Linked DNA regions of Mus musculus: all the other regions are linked to region 4. The links are chromatin contacts, called in public HiCAR-type and promoter capture Hi-C maps. All regions are on one chromosome and are shown on one strand. Each heading gives the region's core, a stretch centred on a gene start, on an enhancer-like site or on the middle of the called end of the contact. The rest is flanking DNA. Distances are from core to core; before and after follow the strand shown. Region 1 holds the start of Ptov1 (prostate tumor over expressed gene 1). Region 2 holds the start of Bcl2l12 (BCL2-like 12 (proline rich)). Region 3 holds the start of Rcn3 (reticulocalbin 3, EF-hand calcium binding domain). Region 4 holds the start of Mamstr (MEF2 activating motif and SAP domain containing transcriptional regulator). Region 5 holds the start of 2310016G11Rik (RIKEN cDNA 2310016G11 gene).

Evidence for each region. Promoter capture Hi-C pulls out the DNA fragments that hold promoters and counts their contacts. HiCAR-type assays count read pairs that join an accessible place to other places. Capture Hi-C pulls out chosen DNA fragments and counts their contacts.
Region 1: a contact with region 4 is called in a promoter capture Hi-C map of adipose tissue, with 2.7 times the contacts expected there. The contact joins the promoter of Ptov1 here to the promoter of Mamstr in region 4. A contact is called at or near these places in 1 of 39 promoter capture datasets (liver), 1 of 115 datasets of contacts at active chromatin or transcription factors (astrocytes) and 1 of 9 other capture datasets (adipose tissue).
Region 2: a contact with region 4 is called in a promoter capture Hi-C map of the HPC-7 cell line. The contact joins the promoter of Bcl2l12 here to the promoter of Mamstr in region 4. A contact is called at or near these places in 7 of 39 promoter capture datasets (the HPC-7 cell line, cranial neural crest, frontonasal cranial neural crest and 4 more), 1 of 484 Hi-C or Micro-C datasets (muscle stem cells), 3 of 115 datasets of contacts at active chromatin or transcription factors (embryonic forebrain, microglia and thymic regulatory T cells) and 1 of 9 other capture datasets (liver).
Region 3: a HiCAR-type map of astrocytes shows a contact between it and region 4, with 2.3 times the contacts expected there. The contact joins the promoter of Rcn3 here to the promoter of Mamstr in region 4. A contact is called at or near these places in 7 of 39 promoter capture datasets (cranial neural crest, embryonic stem cells, hematopoietic stem and progenitor cells and 3 more), 1 of 115 datasets of contacts at active chromatin or transcription factors (astrocytes) and 1 of 9 other capture datasets (liver).
Region 5: a contact with region 4 is called in a promoter capture Hi-C map of liver, with 5 times the contacts expected there. The contact joins the promoter of 2310016G11Rik here to the promoter of Mamstr in region 4. A contact is called at or near these places in 3 of 39 promoter capture datasets (hematopoietic stem and progenitor cells, liver and pre-B cells).

The regions. Positions count from the first base shown.
Region 1 is chr7:44,867,726-44,871,026 of GRCm38.p6, forward strand. Ptov1 (prostate tumor over expressed gene 1) reads right to left here and starts at 1,943. Exons shown (of 12, transcript NM_133949.2): 1 at 1,626-1,943. The coding sequence starts at 1,796.
Region 2 is chr7:44,996,037-44,998,876 of GRCm38.p6, forward strand. It overlaps Bcl2l12 (BCL2-like 12 (proline rich)), which reads right to left and starts at 1,543. Exons shown (of 7, transcript NM_029410.3): 1 at 1,427-1,543; 2 at 842-956; 3 at 508-650. The coding sequence starts at 948. It overlaps Irf3 (interferon regulatory factor 3), which reads left to right and starts at 1,612. Exons shown (of 8, transcript NM_016849.4): 1 at 1,612-1,872; 2 at 2,669-2,840. The coding sequence starts at 2,677.
Region 3 is chr7:45,090,963-45,094,000 of GRCm38.p6, forward strand. It overlaps Rcn3 (reticulocalbin 3, EF-hand calcium binding domain), which reads right to left and starts at 1,251. Exons shown (of 7, transcript NM_026555.2): 1 at 1,134-1,251; 2 at 479-726. The coding sequence starts at 720. It overlaps Fcgrt (Fc receptor, IgG, alpha chain transporter), which reads right to left. Exons shown (of 7, transcript NM_010189.3): 6 at 2,820-2,936; 7 at 2,031-2,393. The coding sequence ends at 2,284.
Region 4 is chr7:45,638,215-45,641,452 of GRCm38.p6, forward strand. Mamstr (MEF2 activating motif and SAP domain containing transcriptional regulator) reads left to right here and starts at 1,763. Exons shown (of 10, transcript NM_172418.2): 1 at 1,763-1,816; 2 at 2,488-2,625. The coding sequence starts at 2,568. Rasip1 (Ras interacting protein 1) reads left to right here. Exons shown (of 12, transcript NM_028544.1): 12 at 471-878. The coding sequence ends at 670. A030001D20Rik (RIKEN cDNA A030001D20 gene) reads right to left here and starts at 544. Exons shown (of 2, transcript NR_152217.1): 1 at 469-544.
Region 5 is chr7:44,666,468-44,669,578 of GRCm38.p6, forward strand. It overlaps 2310016G11Rik (RIKEN cDNA 2310016G11 gene), which reads left to right and starts at 1,766. Exons shown (of 5, transcript NR_152106.1): 1 at 1,766-1,890; 2 at 2,732-2,835. The region is part of intron 1 of Myh14 (myosin, heavy polypeptide 14); the gene reads right to left.

The DNA of each region.
Region 1 (3,301 bases), core at 693-3,192, 770 kb before region 4:
ATAGCCTTCACTGAGGACCGCAATGTGGCAGCAACCAGAAACCAAGTAAATAGAACACCCTGGAGGACAATTGGGGGGCGGGGGAGGGGGGAATCCTAAGGAAGCTAGAGTCTACCTGAACCAAAACGTTTACCTGAATGCATGCTGAACAGTGGTGCCAAACATGGCCACGTGTCCCCTCCTCCACCCCAGGGTGCAAACTAAACTCTTTTTCCGGCCAAAACATTTCCAAAAGACCAGTCGGTCTCCTGGGCCAGTCTCTAACCAGACTAGACACACTCCAGGCCAGAGACCCTTCTGATTGTCACCAACGCATCTCTGCTCTCTGCTAAAGCTCGTGAGTCCTTTATACCCGGTGTGATGACAAACCAGAAAGTTCTCCCGGTGACTTAAGTAGCAGAAGAGCCTAGGTCTTCACTGCTGAGGGGCCTTCCTGATGGTTCTGCAGACCCAAGCCCTCAGGATTACAGCAAATCCGCACACTGGCTGCCTGGGCTGGGTGTGCAGTGAGACACTACAAGTGTCAGCATGTACACCACCACACAGTCGGTGAAAATCAGGCAAACACACTTAGGAACCTAAACAAAATCCAAAACTATTCAAGTGCGGGGTGAGGGATAACCATTAAGAGGCTTGTGTGTTTGCCTGCACCCAAAAACACCTGTATGCCCACAACAGCAGGGAAACAAACTAGGAACATGAAGCCCACTAAGCGCCAAGTTCGTGTTTACGCATGCCTGATTTGCTGTTTGCGCACTGCATGGCCAGAGCCAAGTCACATTTGTAGAAAAGGGACACATATGAGGACCCCAGGAAGGGCTCCCAACACCAAGAGAAAACTTCAAGCCTAGGCTGTACTACAGCGAGGGGTGTGTCTGCGTTCCTCAGGTGATCCAGGCGACAGACCCGCCTCAGCTCCTCGGAGAACAACGTCGTCAGAAGTCTGAAGTGGTCAGTACCACGCCAGGGAATAGCTTACCGCTGGCCAAGCATGCGCAGGTGTGGCCACGAGTCCACCATCACAATGGGGGCAATTTTGTTGCCCCAAGAAAATCTCAATGTTTCTAGAAAGTGCGCGCACGTTTACTGAGTGGACAAAAAGGTGACAACCCCACGAACTTACAGAGCTGAATATTTACCTTAAGCTTTATCTTAAGGCTTAAGGTCTGGGCTAGCTGCGGGGCGGGCGGGTATGCAAATAGAGGGACTGTCCACAATCGCCATCTGGCCCCGGGGGACAACGCCCCCGCGAGCAACAGCTGGGCGCGCGTGTAAGCGCCGGGCTCCTCCACCGGCCGCTTCGCGCATTTCCAGACCCGGAGGCCGAGGACCAACTTTGCAATTGGAAAAACAAGCGTGCACCCCAGGCGCCCCCCGCGCGCGTGTGCAGCCGGCCGCGCAGTCAGCAGTAATTCGAACCCGCCCCGCCTCCGTACCCCGCCCCCCGCCCAGCCCGCCGCGCAACAAAGGGGAGCGCCCAGAGCCGATCAAGGACTGATCCCGGACCCCTGGGTGCGCCCTCCCGCGGGAGGCCCGTGGGCGCTGCGGACAAAGGCGCCCGCCAGGGGAGGGGTGGCGGGGCGGGGCGTGCGTGGAAGGCTCTGGAAACAGGCCGTGGGACTCACCATGGGAGGGGCCGAACGAGCCCGGATCCGCGGTGGCTGCGGGCCTCGAGGACCGCCAGGCCAGGAACGTGAGCGCACGGCGCGGACGACCAGGGGCCGCGGTGGCCGGCCACGACCTCCGAGGGGGCCCCCGGCGCCGGAGCGGTGCGGGGCACGGCGCGGGCGGACCATGGCGGGTGGGAGGCCGTGGGCCTCACGGGGGGCTGCGGGTCCGCCGACCGACAGGCGCGGGCGCGCGGCTTCGGGGAGAAGCGGAGCGGGACCGCGGCGGGGGACGCGCCGCTGAGGGGTCGCCGCGGCCGAACCACTGCAGCGAACAGGGGAGCCCGGCGCCAACCAACGCGAAGCTGGGGGGAGATGCGGGGGGGGTGGGCTGGCGCCTACCAACGTGGAAGAAGAGGGAGAGCCGGGACCAACGCCGGGGAGAGGAGGAGCCGGCGCTAACCAACAGACTATGGAGCTGGGGAGCCAGCGCTGACAAACAGGGATGGAGGACTGTAAGGGGGTGTGGCTGGAGCAAACCAAGAAGGTCAGGGAGGGAGGGTTTCAGACTTGGAAATGACAAGAGAGAAACTGTGCTACAAGAGTTCGAGCTGGTGAGACAATACCAAGTCCTCACTGCTGGAGGGACAGAAGGCGGTAGACAGGATAATGGGTGGCGCGACGGAACCTACCACCAGACTGAGGGGTAGATGTAGGAACCAGGCGTTCTTGCCTCTTGGAGGCGGTGACGTGGCAAGGTGGCTAAAAGACTACAACTTCCAGCGGGTCTCTCGCAGCCTGGGCGTGACCAGCATAGCTGCTGGCCCATTTGTCCAGGGTCTGCCCACTGTTGCTTGGGCCTTCTAGCAGTTGCCTTACCCAGATCACGTTCTTGATCTGAAAGGACTGTGCAGTGGCATTTCTTGCTTCCGTTTGTTTTTAACCTGTGATACTATCCAGCCTTAGATTATCTGCGCTCGATGTAAGTGGCGTTGTGTTTACGCAGTGTTAGCTTATGCACCCAGGCTGACCTCGAACTCCTAAGCCTTCTGTCTTCACCTTTAATTGGGTGTGCACTACTACACGTGGCTGTTAAACTATATATAGGGTGCTGAGGTTTGAATTTATAGCCTCTTGCATGCGAGAAGTTCCCTCCTGCCTTCTTTTAAACTAGAAAACCTATTTGGACTATACTTTGTTCTTCCTTGCTGATTCATACACTACTTTAACCAAATTATATCAGGCCCCTGACAGCACACCCAAGCTATGATGCCTGTCACCTGGAGCAAATGTCCTGGCAGTAGGCTGGCTTTTTAAAAATCTCGTGTTTTATAATTGATTTAAAAAGCTAAACTGGAAGGTGAGCAGCAAGAGAGGTCACCTGGTCCTTGTCTGCCACCAAGCCTGACAACCTGGGTTCAATTTCCCTAAACCCTATGGTGGGAGGAGCAAAGAGACCCTTACAAAGTGCTCCCTGAGCCCCACACAAGTCCTGTGTCACATGTGCACATAATTCAGAGTCTGCTTGCACTTCAAAGTGAGCTCAAAACCTGATTGGGCAACTGACTTAATACGACAGCCTTGTCTCATAATTAATAAACAATAATAATAGAGATTGAGTAGTGACACTAGGCATTAATTAAAAGGTACGGGAAGCCGGGCGTGATGGCACACGCCTTTAATCCCAGCACTCG
Region 2 (2,840 bases), core at 293-2,792, 640 kb before region 4:
CACTCCACTCTGGACTCTCCAACAAATCTCTTTCATGAGATTTTCTGCCTGGTGTGACTCTCTCATCGGAAGAAGCCAGGAAGCAAAGAAGTGGAGCGGTGCTGAGGCTCTACTCCCTTGGGAGCCACAATGCCTCTGCTGAGGAGACTTCCTCTCAAAGCTGTAAGGGTCCTGGCCCCCATGTCTCAGGATACCCCTCCATCGGGACACGTCCCACCTCAGCGCTGTGTGGCTCTTGGGCCCCCAGTCTCAGGCATCCCTTGCACTGGGACCCCTTCTCCCTTCAGAGCTGCATGCTTCCCGGGCTTTGGAGCCCCAGGGTACCTCCTATCCAAGCACAAACACTTACACTTACCCGCTAGAAAGAGGTGTGACAAAGACTTGAAATGGTTATGGCTTGTGCTGAAGCTGAACCGTGTTGACTTTATAATGGGTCCTGTCTGGATTTTTTGGAACCAAAACTCCTAGCCCTGAAAGTTTCACAAGTGACCTGAATAAATCTCTTACCAGGCTCGGAACCATAGCAGGGGCGGAGGGGAAGGAAGTGGGGCCTAGAGGACTCCGTGGGGGGAGCTCCTCTCCCCAGGGGACAAGGGAGGCATCTTCGGAGGCGGCTCAGGAAATCTGTTGTCTCCTCTTGGGCAGGACTCCTAGGGACAAGAACCTCGGAGTTATCCCGAAGGGGTCTGGGCAAGTGATCCCTTCATCCTTTCATGGAAGATCACTCTTGAAACTCAGCCCAGGCACATGGAGTTAGGTCTGATGGGAGTAGATAGGTTTGGACCACAAGACTCAGGAAGATCTTCCCATCAAAGGCTGACGCTGGGGGAGTGGAACTCACCTGGGTGGAGTTGGGACAGGGGACCCAGCGACTTCACCGCGCTTAAGGAAGGCCGTCAGAACCTTCAGTGTGTCCTCTCGGAGACCCAACTCTTCAGAGCCGGCCATGGGGGTACCTGAGGCAGAAGACAGAGGATGCACCCAAGTGCAGGGATAACTCAAACTTCTGAATCACTGAATGAAGAGGGCGCCTAACTCCAAGGAAAAGGTGGTTTTTAAGGGCCAGTGGGGCAGTTGATTCAGTTGAGGAGAAACGGTCTGAATTACTGAGTCTAAGAAAGGAGGTAAATGAGTGCTTGAACTCTTGCAGGAAGGAGCGGGAAGGGGGTTTGGAGTTCCCTCTCAGCTAGCAGCGCCAAAGAAGGCTCGAAGACCGTAGAGAATAGGGAACTACTAATCCTAGTATGCTTTGCGGCAAACGCTGGTCCGATTTCCCCACTTTTCACCGAGCAGTCTGCTGGGAGATGTAGTTCCAATTTTACCTCTGGCGTGCACCGGGAGACCCCGGGTGCTTGGAAGTCACAGCTTGGCAGGACTGGCTGTGGCCTTTCCTGCAACCCTGTCCCCTCCCTGGCACCCAGCTCACCTGGCTCGCGGTTGTGTCCCCGTCGCACTGGCGTACACGCTTTCTCACAATTTCTACAAACTTTTACTTCGGAAGTTCAACTTTCCCACGCCTGCGCACTGGGCCGACACGGCAACCGCCCCAACGTCGAAGGGGTGGAGCCTTCTTTTGCGGTCATTTGCATATGGCGTTCCCAGCATGCCTGTAGGCGGAAGGCCAAAAAAGGGCATTTGAGGGAGTTAGGCCTGCTAAGCCGAAGTGCGCTCCGGGATTTCTTGACTTTATTTCGTCAATGTTGAGAAAAACTTTTTATATCTCAAAATATCGTTAGAAAAGGAAGTCCCAGCGCTCGGAGGCTTAGCTGACAAAGAAGGGGGTTGCGTGGCTGCGAGTCTCAGAACTACTGTTTGGGAGCCCCAAAACCACTGCTGGCACCCGCGCCGCACGGGCGCCCAATTCCTCCCCTGGTAGGTAACGCGGAAGAGCCGGGAGGGTGGCGGCCTCAGGGCGCAGGATCGGGCAAACCTGTCGCTCAGAAGCTCGGCTACCGAAAAGCAGAATGGCCACGCGTTGTAGACGGAAGCCTGCAGTCTCAGCATCCAGGCTGGAGGCAGTAAAGATTGCTGTAAGTTCAAGGCCAGTGAGCTCCAGGCCAGGCTGGACGACAGAATGAGCGCCAGACCAACATGGGTTAAGCGATTTGAAGACCAGCCTGAGCTACTGAATAAGTTTGAGGGTAGCCTGGGTTACAGAGTGCATTCGAGGCCAGCCAGGGCCACAGAGTGAGTTGAAGACCAGCCTTGGCTACATAGCAAGTTCAAGGACAGCCTATGCTACATACTAAGACCCTGTCTCAAACATCCGTAAAAACAATATAGGAACAAAAAACAAAAAAACAGAAGAAGCGACAGCACCTGGGAAAAGACTCTGGAAATGAGTAAGGGTTTTCTGCAAGGGTGAGGCGGTTGTGAGAGCAGTTAGGATCCTTTAAAGACGAGGGAAAGAGGACTCCACTCTTGAAATAGGGTGCCAGCTTTGGATAATAGGAGTTTACATTTAGAAAAGGGAAGGAACCTATGGGTAGAGTTCATATAGAAGACTCTGGGGGGTAGGAGAGGCGGTCCCGTTGGATTTGGAAAGGTGGGAAGGAGTTTCCCGTTTGTACACAATGGTGAAGGAAGACCTGTGTTGTGGCGGGTCGGAGAGGTTTGAGTGCATTTGCCCCGTGACAGACAGGCTCAGGAACTGTCCTGTGGTGCGCAGGCTAGAGCATGGAAACCCCGAAACCGCGGATTTTGCCCTGGCTGGTGTCACAGCTGGACCTGGGGCAGCTGGAAGGCGTGGCCTGGCTGGACGAGAGCCGAACGAGGTTCAGGATCCCGTGGAAGCATGGCCTACGGCAGGACGCACAGATGGCTGACTTTGGCATCTTCCA
Region 3 (3,038 bases), core at 1-2,500, 550 kb before region 4:
AGGACCAGTCTCGTCTACAGAGTGAATTTCAGACTAGCTAGTTCCACAAATGAAATTCGATCTCAAAGTACTAATAACAATGAAAATAATCAAGCATATTTGCACGAGTGGCCTTCTTGTCCCGGGCCCATGCTGACTGTATCTGTCACCTAGAAACGGGGCAAGCCCGTCCAGTCCAGTTGGCATCACTCATCCCAGGTCAACCTGATCTCTGACCTTGGCATCTTCCTCAAATCCCTTGTCTTCAGTCTCTACCGAGAGTCGGCGTCCCGTTTAGAAGAGAGAAGAGGGAAGTCCAGACAGAGGCATAGGGGGGACTGAGGTAGAGGGGAACCCAGGGGTTGGTGACGCAGGTCCCCCACAGCCTCAGGTTTAGCTCCGCCTTCTCCCAGGAGGTGAGTGCCACAGTTTTGTCTTTTCAGTTAACTTCTCTCTCCCCACCTCCCACTTCTGCCCCGCTCCCCCGCCATCCTCCTACCCAAGTCGGGCCTGGCTTTCCTCTGGGCTGAGTTTGTCAAATTCCTTGGCCACGTCTCGTCCCAGGAACGCCTCATGGTCGTACTGGAAATTCCCGTGGGCGTCATCGTGGGGGGCCTCGCTCAGGGGGGTTCCATGATGGACCCTATCCTGGCCATGAGGTCCTGCATCAGGGGATGGCTTCCCGAGGGCCCAGTGCCTCAGCAGTAAGAGAAGCAACAGAAACGACCATCGCCACATCATCGGTTCCTGAGGAGAGGTGAGGACCAGCGGTCAGGGATAAGACTGGGGGCGGGGGGTGTCTGAACCAGAGATAATGTGGGAGAACTTTGAAGGGGGCGGAGTAGAGGAGGCTGCCTAAGGCAGGGCCGATAAAAGCGCAGGCTGCAAAAAGTTTTGGGCTCAAGAAAAGTCGGCAAAAAGAATAGAGAATTTAAAGGCAAAACAACCTCTGGGGGTGGAATCCGAGCCTCAGAGGAGTCTCAGAGCAGAAAGGGGGTATTTCAGTTAGAGACGTGGCGCATGTCCCACCCAAAGTTCAGGGCATGGTGGTGGCCGAAAGCATCATGCAGGCTCCTCTGTGCTGCCCCCAGGCTGGACCGCGACCCCCACCCTTCCACCCACCCCACCTTCACCCCACCATCACCCCACCACACCTCTGTTACCCGGCCTGAGTTAGCTCCCTACGCTGAGCTCTGCTTTCGCACAAAGATGCCCAACCTGGCCAGGTTCCAGTTAAGCTCCTCCACCAGCCGTCCAGAGGCTGCCGCCCTCTGACCAATGACTGCGCAGGAAAGCCTCAGGGGCGGAGCCAATGACGACCCCCTTGCCACGTCCACAAGGCCGAGCTCCAGACCCGAAGGCGTGGTGGGCGATAAGGCTGATATTGAACTACAACTCCCAGCAAACATATGGGCCGACTTGCACGACCACCTCCAGAGTCTCTGGCCCCAGGGGATTAAGGGGAATGTATTTTTTAAAAACTCTTTCCATTTCTTAGATCCGTTTCAGAAAAGAGGAGGTCGGGTTTGGTTGGCTCACTTGGGAGACAGAAGCAGTCTGTCTCTATGAGTTTGCCGCCAGCCAGGACGACGTAGAGAGACCCTTGTCTTTAAAAAAAAAAGGGGGGGGTGGGGGGGGAGCGCGGCTGGAGAGATGGCTCTGCAATTAAGAGCACTGACTGTTCTTCCAGAGGACCAGAGTTCAAGTCCCAGCAACCACATGGTGGCTAACCATCTGTAATGGAATCCAATGCCCTCTTCTGGTGTGTCTGAAGACAGCTGCAGTGTACTCAGATACATAAAATAAATAAATGTTAAAAAAAAAAAAAAAGAAAGAAGGAAGGAAAGAAAGAAAGAAAGAAAGAAAGAAAGAAAGAAAGAAAAGAAGGAAAAGAAAGAAAGGAAGGAAGGAAGGAAGGAAGGAAGGAAGGAAGGAAGGAAGGAAGGAAGAAAAAGAAGAGAAGCAATGCCTGGTACAGTGTAGGTATCACATACACAACTCGGTCTATAAAATGGCCAGGCTGCACGATAGCAATCAAGAGGTGTCTATATGATCTTTCCCAGACGCGTTCAATTTATTCCAGCTGCTTGAAACTTGAGAATAACGATGCACACACAGATTTGGGGCCAAATTTATGTGGAGATGGAAAACAACCATGTACATTAAGAAGGGAAACTGAAGCAGGCCACAAAAGCAGGGATCCATGGGAGGACATCGGGCCCAGGCTCCCTCAGGAGGCTCGGAGACAGTTCAGGAGGTCACACAGCCCGAAAGGCTGCAGTGGGCAGGGGGCCCGAGTCTGCATCAGGAAGTGGCTGGAAAGGCATTTGCACCTTGAGGTTCAGCTTCTGGGGGCAAGTTCCCACCAGGCAACAGGTCACCAGAGTCATCGCCGCTGAGAGAAAGCCATGGGGCTGAGAGAGAGGAACAGAGGTCAGCACAAGTATCTAAGGTCTCACCCACCCAACACACCTGACAGGGTCACGCTATGGTCTCTGTTCCCATCTCTTTTCCCAGGGTGGTCAGGGACTCTTTTGTCTCTATTATCTCTCTGCCTCCCCTCTTTCTTTCTGAGTCGCTACTTCCTGCCACGACCCCCAATCCTGCACACGGCCCCTCCCTTCCCCAATCCTGCACACAGCTACGCCCCTCCCCAATCCTGCACACGGCCCCTTCCCTCCCCTCCCCAATCCTGCACACGGCCACGCCCCTCCCTCATTCTGCACACGGCCACGCCCCACCCCAATCCTGCACACGGCCCCGCCCCTCCCTCATCCTGCACAAGGCCACTCCCACCCAATCCTGCACACGGCCCCGCCCCTCCCCCATCCTGCATATACCTGGCAGACCGCTGCGCATCCTGCCCCACAACAGCACACCGCCTGCGATGGCCACTACCACCAGCAATAAACCAAGAACGATTCCAACCACAGGCACAGAAGATCTGGCTGATGAATCTGCAGCCAGAAAGTATCATGAAGACAGGGAAGAAAGGAGTTGATGATTTCTCGGAGACCCCCGGAAGCATGTATTTGAGGGTGGGTGTATGCGGAGAAAAG
Region 4 (3,238 bases), core at 513-3,012:
ACATTTCATTGTTTTTTTTACTTAGACTTAATCTCTTAGCCTCGTCTCTCCACATCTCTTGCCCTAACCCAACTAACAGAGGGATAGGTTTCTCAATCCTCAGAAATCTCCCAAGGTTCCCCAGCCCATCCTCAAGGTTCCAGGGTACCTGGGACCCTATTTTCCTGGTAATGGGCCTTTTTTCCCTAGTTTTCTTGGCTTTTCAAGATAGGATTTCTCTCTGTAGCCCTGGCTGTCTTGTAACTCTGTAGATCAGGCTGGCCTCGAACTCAAAGAGATCCACCTGCCTCTGCCTCCAGAGTGCCGGGATTATGTGTCACCTCCTCCCCCCTCCCCACACACACGTTTTAGCTAAAATTCCCGTCATCCTTTGAAACACAGGGAACCCAGTCTCATCGTTTCTTACTTAAGGAGATAGACCACCTCACACTCATGCTGAGTTTTTAATTCGGTTTTCCTCGTACTCACAGGGGATATCTTTGAAAGTTTTTCCTCGCACCCTCCGCTCATCCTGCCCCTGGGCAGCTCACGCCTGCGCCTCACCGGCCCTGTGACAGATGACGCATTGCATAGAGAACTGCGCAGGCTCCGTCGCCTCCTCTGGGATCTTGAACAGCAGGAGCTGCCAGCCAATCATCGCCATGGACCCCCGGTGGCTTCGACACCTTGAAAACCAATGAGAAAGGAACGCGCGCAGCTTGAAACTGCATCGCTTCTTAAAAGGGAGCCCGCCTGGGCGTAGAGCATTTTGGGAGTTGTAGTTTTCCCTGCGTAGACGGCTGAGAGTTTGAGTTGTTGGGTTGGTAGACGATGGGACAGTGGGAAGATGGGCTTGGGATGTGAATGCCAAGAAGTAATAAAAATATCTGTGGTATTGACCTCACTTGTCAAGATTTGGGGGCCTTAGCAAAGATTTTTTTTTAAGGTGCCAGGGACTGTGCTTGGAACGTTGGGCGTCTGCCGAGTTTGGGGAGATATTTCTAGCCATGGCCTCAGCTTGCCCTCTAGCACGAAATGTGACCCTGTAGTACTGAGCACTGTCACACAACTCGGAACACAGCCTGGACCATGTTCTTCTGAATATCAGACCCCATGTACTACCAGTGAGAACAGGTCATCACCATCTCCCTCTTACCTACAAAGTCCAAACTTTAGCTTTCTCCCCCCAGTCCTTCCGATGCTGTCTGCCTACTGTGCACACCGCTGACTTCCAACACCCAGCACCTCTCGGGTACTAGTCCTATTCCATCAGATCCAAGAATGCAAACCTCAGCTCTCCTCTCCCATACCAGAGGCCTAAGACTCCGTCCACCACCCTCAGACCCAGAGTCCTGACTTCTGCCCCCTTCCTTTTTAGAACTAGGAGTCTGGGCCTCATGTTTGAACTTTCCCCTCCTCTGAACTTGACTCCTACTGCTGTGTCAGGAAAAAAAGAACCAACAGGTGGCACCTGCCGGCAGGGTCTGAACACGACCACCTGCCGCTGTTGCTCACCCGGGTCCCTCTCTCTGCACCTGCTCCTGTCTGTCGCCAGTGACCGCTCCACCCAACCCACAGCTCGGGACTCGGGGGAGGAGATAGTAAGGGAACCCTCGAAGTGAGCCAGGCCGGTCCTCACGGCGTGTGTGTCCCGCCCCTTTTCTGGGTCCTTGCAGGGCTTCTGATCCAAGGCTCGCTCTCTTGACTCCCACTCGCCCTAGAAAGGGGAGTCGAGGGCGGCCCAAGGCTTGTGGGGTGGAGCCTAAGGTCTCCAGCCTAATCCGGGAGACTCCACCCGCTTCAAGGCACAGCTGAGTAGCTGAGAGGAGCCTACCTGGTGAGAAGCCCCTGGGGTAGATATGGGGATTTTTTTTTTTCATTTTACCCTTCATTCTCCGTTCTGGTTCCCCCTTCTGGTCCCAATATCTTTCCCACAGAGCCCCGTGCATGACACTCAACCCATTCTGTTTCAGGGACCCCTATGTTTCCCAGACACTTGTCATATTCTTTGATTCCCGTCTGTCCTAGAATCTTCGATTCTAGTCCCTAACAGCATGCAGTTCTCGTCCTTAATCTCCTCCTCCTTCAGGGTTCAGACTCCAGACGACTGCTTCCTGCACTTTCAAAGGCCCAGAACTCCAGATTCCAATGCTCTCCCTCTTAGATGCAGGAGCCCATGACGCAGGTCCTTCCTGTACCGCCAAGATCCAGGGATTTAGACCCAGCCCTTTTGCTTCCGACTCAGAACTCCAGGCCCAAAGCCTTCTACAGACACAGCAGTCCATGCCCAAGTACTTCTCCCTCCAGCCAGAACTCCAGGCCGCAACCTTTCTTCAGTCCTAGGGCTCCAGGCCCCAGCCCGTGTCTCTCACACCCGGAGGTTCAGGACCAGCCCTCCTTTCTCAGACCCAAGGGCCCAGAGACCAGTCATCCCCCAAAAGAGCTGATCTGGCCCAGTACTTTTGTCTCTAACCTTTCACACTGTCTCCAAAATTCCCCCAATGGCAGCCTCCCGTCATCCACTTTGACCCTGCCGCGCTCTGGTGGCTCTGGCTTCCTCTGTCCAGGTCTCCACCTCAGCCTTGGCAATGACCCTGGCAGCCTCCTCCCAGCGCTCCCAAATCATCCGTTCCAAGTTCCGCTCTGGTGAGAGGTTGCTTGTCTCTATGCATGTGGGGAGGGGTCCCGGAGCCAGGGCCCAGGGTCCCAGTAACATGATTCTCTGGCATGCGTGAATCGACCAGTGGTGTTCACATACAATGTCACTTGTGCTATGGAGTGGAGTAGTAGATGAATGTGCACATGGCTTGCTAAGCCATAGGTGGTGACACCCAAGAGTGCATATGTTGCAAAGGACTTAAACTGACCTGTAGGCAAAGCAGAGGAGCAAACTGAGACCTGAAGTGCATGTGTGTGTGGCAGGGGGACCAAGAGCTATCAAGCCTTGAAAATGTCATTAGCCAGGATTTGTTGCCAATGCAAAGAGTTCTGAACACTCAGAGAGGAGCAGAAATGTGCACTGGAAACTCTTTGCCCCCAAACTGAGGGTCAAGTCTTGAACATGTGAGTGACATTCCTGTGGGTGCATGCCAGCAAGAGTAAGTTGGGGTGGGAAGTCATGTAAAGTTGTAGTGCAAACTAGAGTCCAGAGAGATTTGAGCTCCAGGGTTTAGTTTGCAGGGTGCTGGCTGTGGGGAATTCGAGGGGCAAAGGGGTGCGTGGATAAAAGGAAGTGAGAGGTTGATGAGTCAGGTTGGCA
Region 5 (3,111 bases), core at 516-3,015, 970 kb before region 4:
CACCACACATACCACACACACACCACACACACACACACACCACACATCACACCACACACACACACACACACACACACACACAGTTTAAAGTAATATAAATAACCTTCCTGTAAAAGACCTATTATTTGTGTGTATGTGTGCTTGGCTGAGATTATATGCACCACATGTATGCAAGTTCCCACAGTGGTCAGAAGGTGGCAGCAGCTCCCTGGAACTGGAGCAACGTGTTATGGTTGCAGCTCTCTCCAAGAACAATCAGTGCTATAAAACGTCAGCAGTCTCTATACCCCACTTTTTTATAAAAAAGAAAAAACCACATTTACATGTAAGGGTGCTTGCCTGCATGTGGTATGTTTATACCACATGCATCCAGTATCCATGGAGGCCAGAAGAGGGATTCCCGAGAACTGTAGATACGCATAGCTGGCTCTGAACCATCATGTAGGTCCTGGGGCTTGAGATCCTCTGGGAGAGCAGCCAGCCAGAGCTGTTACCACACAGCCACCTCTCCAGTACCCACCCCCAAATGTGGTTACTATAAAACTTAAATACACTCATGGCTTGGGCTCTGTTTATACTAGACAGTAAATACCATTCTCATCTCAAGAAACAGAATAAAAAGATACATTGTTATAAACATGCAAATGGTTTAAATGGTGATAAATGGCTGTGGGAGGTATAGGGCAGGGGAACTATACCTCCTGCTGGGGCTGGGACTGTGTTCACATTTTTAACTGGACTGACTGGAGAACCCTTCCCTAAAGACTCAGGTCTTTAAAGACCTGAGTGACTCTAACCAGCAGGCTACTGGGGTGCAGGGACAAAGCAAAGGCCCTGGGACAGGAATGTGCCTTGTGTCTGCAGCTGAAATGAGAAGAGGGCAGGAGGTGAGGTGGCAAGGACAGTAAAGGTTGCCACCACGGTTGACACTCTAAGATGGGGCCCAGGTGGGGCACGGCTGACGTTTTGTGCACCGCTCGGTCGTGCCTGCCCCATAATTACAGGTTGATTGCCCAGTCCCTGAAGTCTCTCTGGCTTCATGCATTCACTCGTTCTCACGTTCAGTCAACATTCTCAGAGGCCTTTCAGAGCCCAGGCTCTGGAAACCTGTCACGAGTTGCTGGGGCCCTGCCTTTCAGCAGGTCTTGGGGTATGGACCCAGCTAAGTCTCAAGACTCTTTAAGAAAGCTTGCAAGAGGCAGTCAGGGTGTCTGGGCCTTTCCCCCTACTTCCAGGGATGCTGACTAGGAAACACAGCCAATTCAGGGTTGTCCAATATCCTGCAGAAAATGGCCCACAGCAAGCAGCCCCTACTGACCCACCGCCTCATCCCCACTCAGACAACACCTGAAGACACCTGCATCTCTGCTTTCCATTTTCACTTCTGTGTACCAGGCTAATGGCACCTCCAACACACACCTTAGGGGCATCCATCCAAGCGCTCAGCTTGTTCAAGAGGTGTCCTCCCAGATCTTGTTCTCTCAAGCTTGCCCCAGGAGCCTCTCCCACATGCAAACCTCCTCTGCCTCGGGACCCTCTTGGCCCTCCTCACACACACCAACCTCAGTAGCCTGGTTCCCACTCACTTTGGCCCCCTGTGCTCCACAAATGGTCAGCCCAAAGAGCCGAGGATCGCCCCAGGCTCCAGTGTGGTAGATACACCCAGAGCCAAGCCCCATCCCAGGGACTTTAACCCACCCCACCCACTTGCTTCCTCTCCAGCCCTGTAGCCTTTGACCAGGAAGAGTTTGGTGGCTTTGTACCTCACAGCCCTGCTGTTCCCAACAGCTTAAGAGCAGCCGCAAGCCTCCTCAGACCAAGAGTCCAGGCCCAGAACCCCGGAGTGGGATCTCCAGCCCTGTCTCCATTGGACACGGGTGATGTCGAGAGGTTTGCTGCAGCCGTGGGTCGGAAGTGGGGATGTGGGGATTCAGGGAAGTTAACCAAGCCAAGAGGGTGGGCCCAGGGCCTGGCCCCAAATGGCTGAGCCCCAGCCACACACCCCTCCCTCAGGCAGCAGGAATGCGGTGCCAGGACTCATTAGTGTCACTTAGGCAGGTGAGAGCACCTGGGAGGAGCAGACAGAGCTGTGTGGAAAAGGAAAGCAGCCAGGGCCCCGCCCGCCTGGGCAGAGGCTGGGGCAGCACCAAGCTTATGACCTCAGCTAATGGGTGACATAGATCCCGTCCTGCCCCAGCCTCCTCCCTCAGACTCAAGGGGCCAGGACCCACCTTCTTCCCTCAGACACAGGGGTCCTGACCCCAGCTCTCCTCCCTCAGGCCCAGACGTCCAGACCCCAGTTTCTCTCTCAGATTCAGGGGTCCAGAACCCAACCTCTTCCTACAAACCCAGGGGTACTGACCCCAGCCCAGCCTCCTCCCTCAGTCCTAGATTGGTCAGGACCCGGTCCTTTTTCCTCAGACCCTGGGATCCTGGCCCCAGCCCTTCTCCCTCAGGTACAGAAGTCCAGACCTCAGCTTTCCTCCCTCAGGCACACGAGTCCAGACCTCAGCCCTCCTCCTTCAGACACATGAGTCCAGACCTCAGCCCTCCTCCTTCAGACACATGAGTCCAGACCTCAGCCCTCCTCCTTTAGACACTAGGGTCCAGACCTCTGCTCTCCTCGCTCAGACACTGGGTTCCACGCTCAGCTTCTTCCCTCTGACTTGGGGTACCTGGCTCATTATCGCTCTGGGAGCATGGATCCTAACTCCCTCTCGTCCCGACCCAGCGCCCTATGGCATAGCTCCTTTATCCCGCGGATCCCGAGGCTACCTGGGCGCCTGGCGGTAGAGATGGGGAGGCCTCCGAGTCCAGATCCTCTCCAGCACCCAGGTGAGGCCGGCTCTGCGGTCCAGCAAGAGGTGGGGCCTCTCCCGTCAGGAAGGCAGGACCGGGTTCTGACGTCTCCTGACACCTGCCGGGCTGGGCGGGGGGCGGGGCCTGGCACAGCAGCCAGCAAAGATAGAACCTGTTGCCAAGTGGGCGGCTGTGGGCAAAGGTGAAGGGCTGGCACAGAGCCGGACTAAGTATGCTAGGGTTCGAATCTCCCTCCAGCCTTCTGAACCTTCACTTTCTTCGCTAGGAATTGAGGCTCATGAGATCAACAAA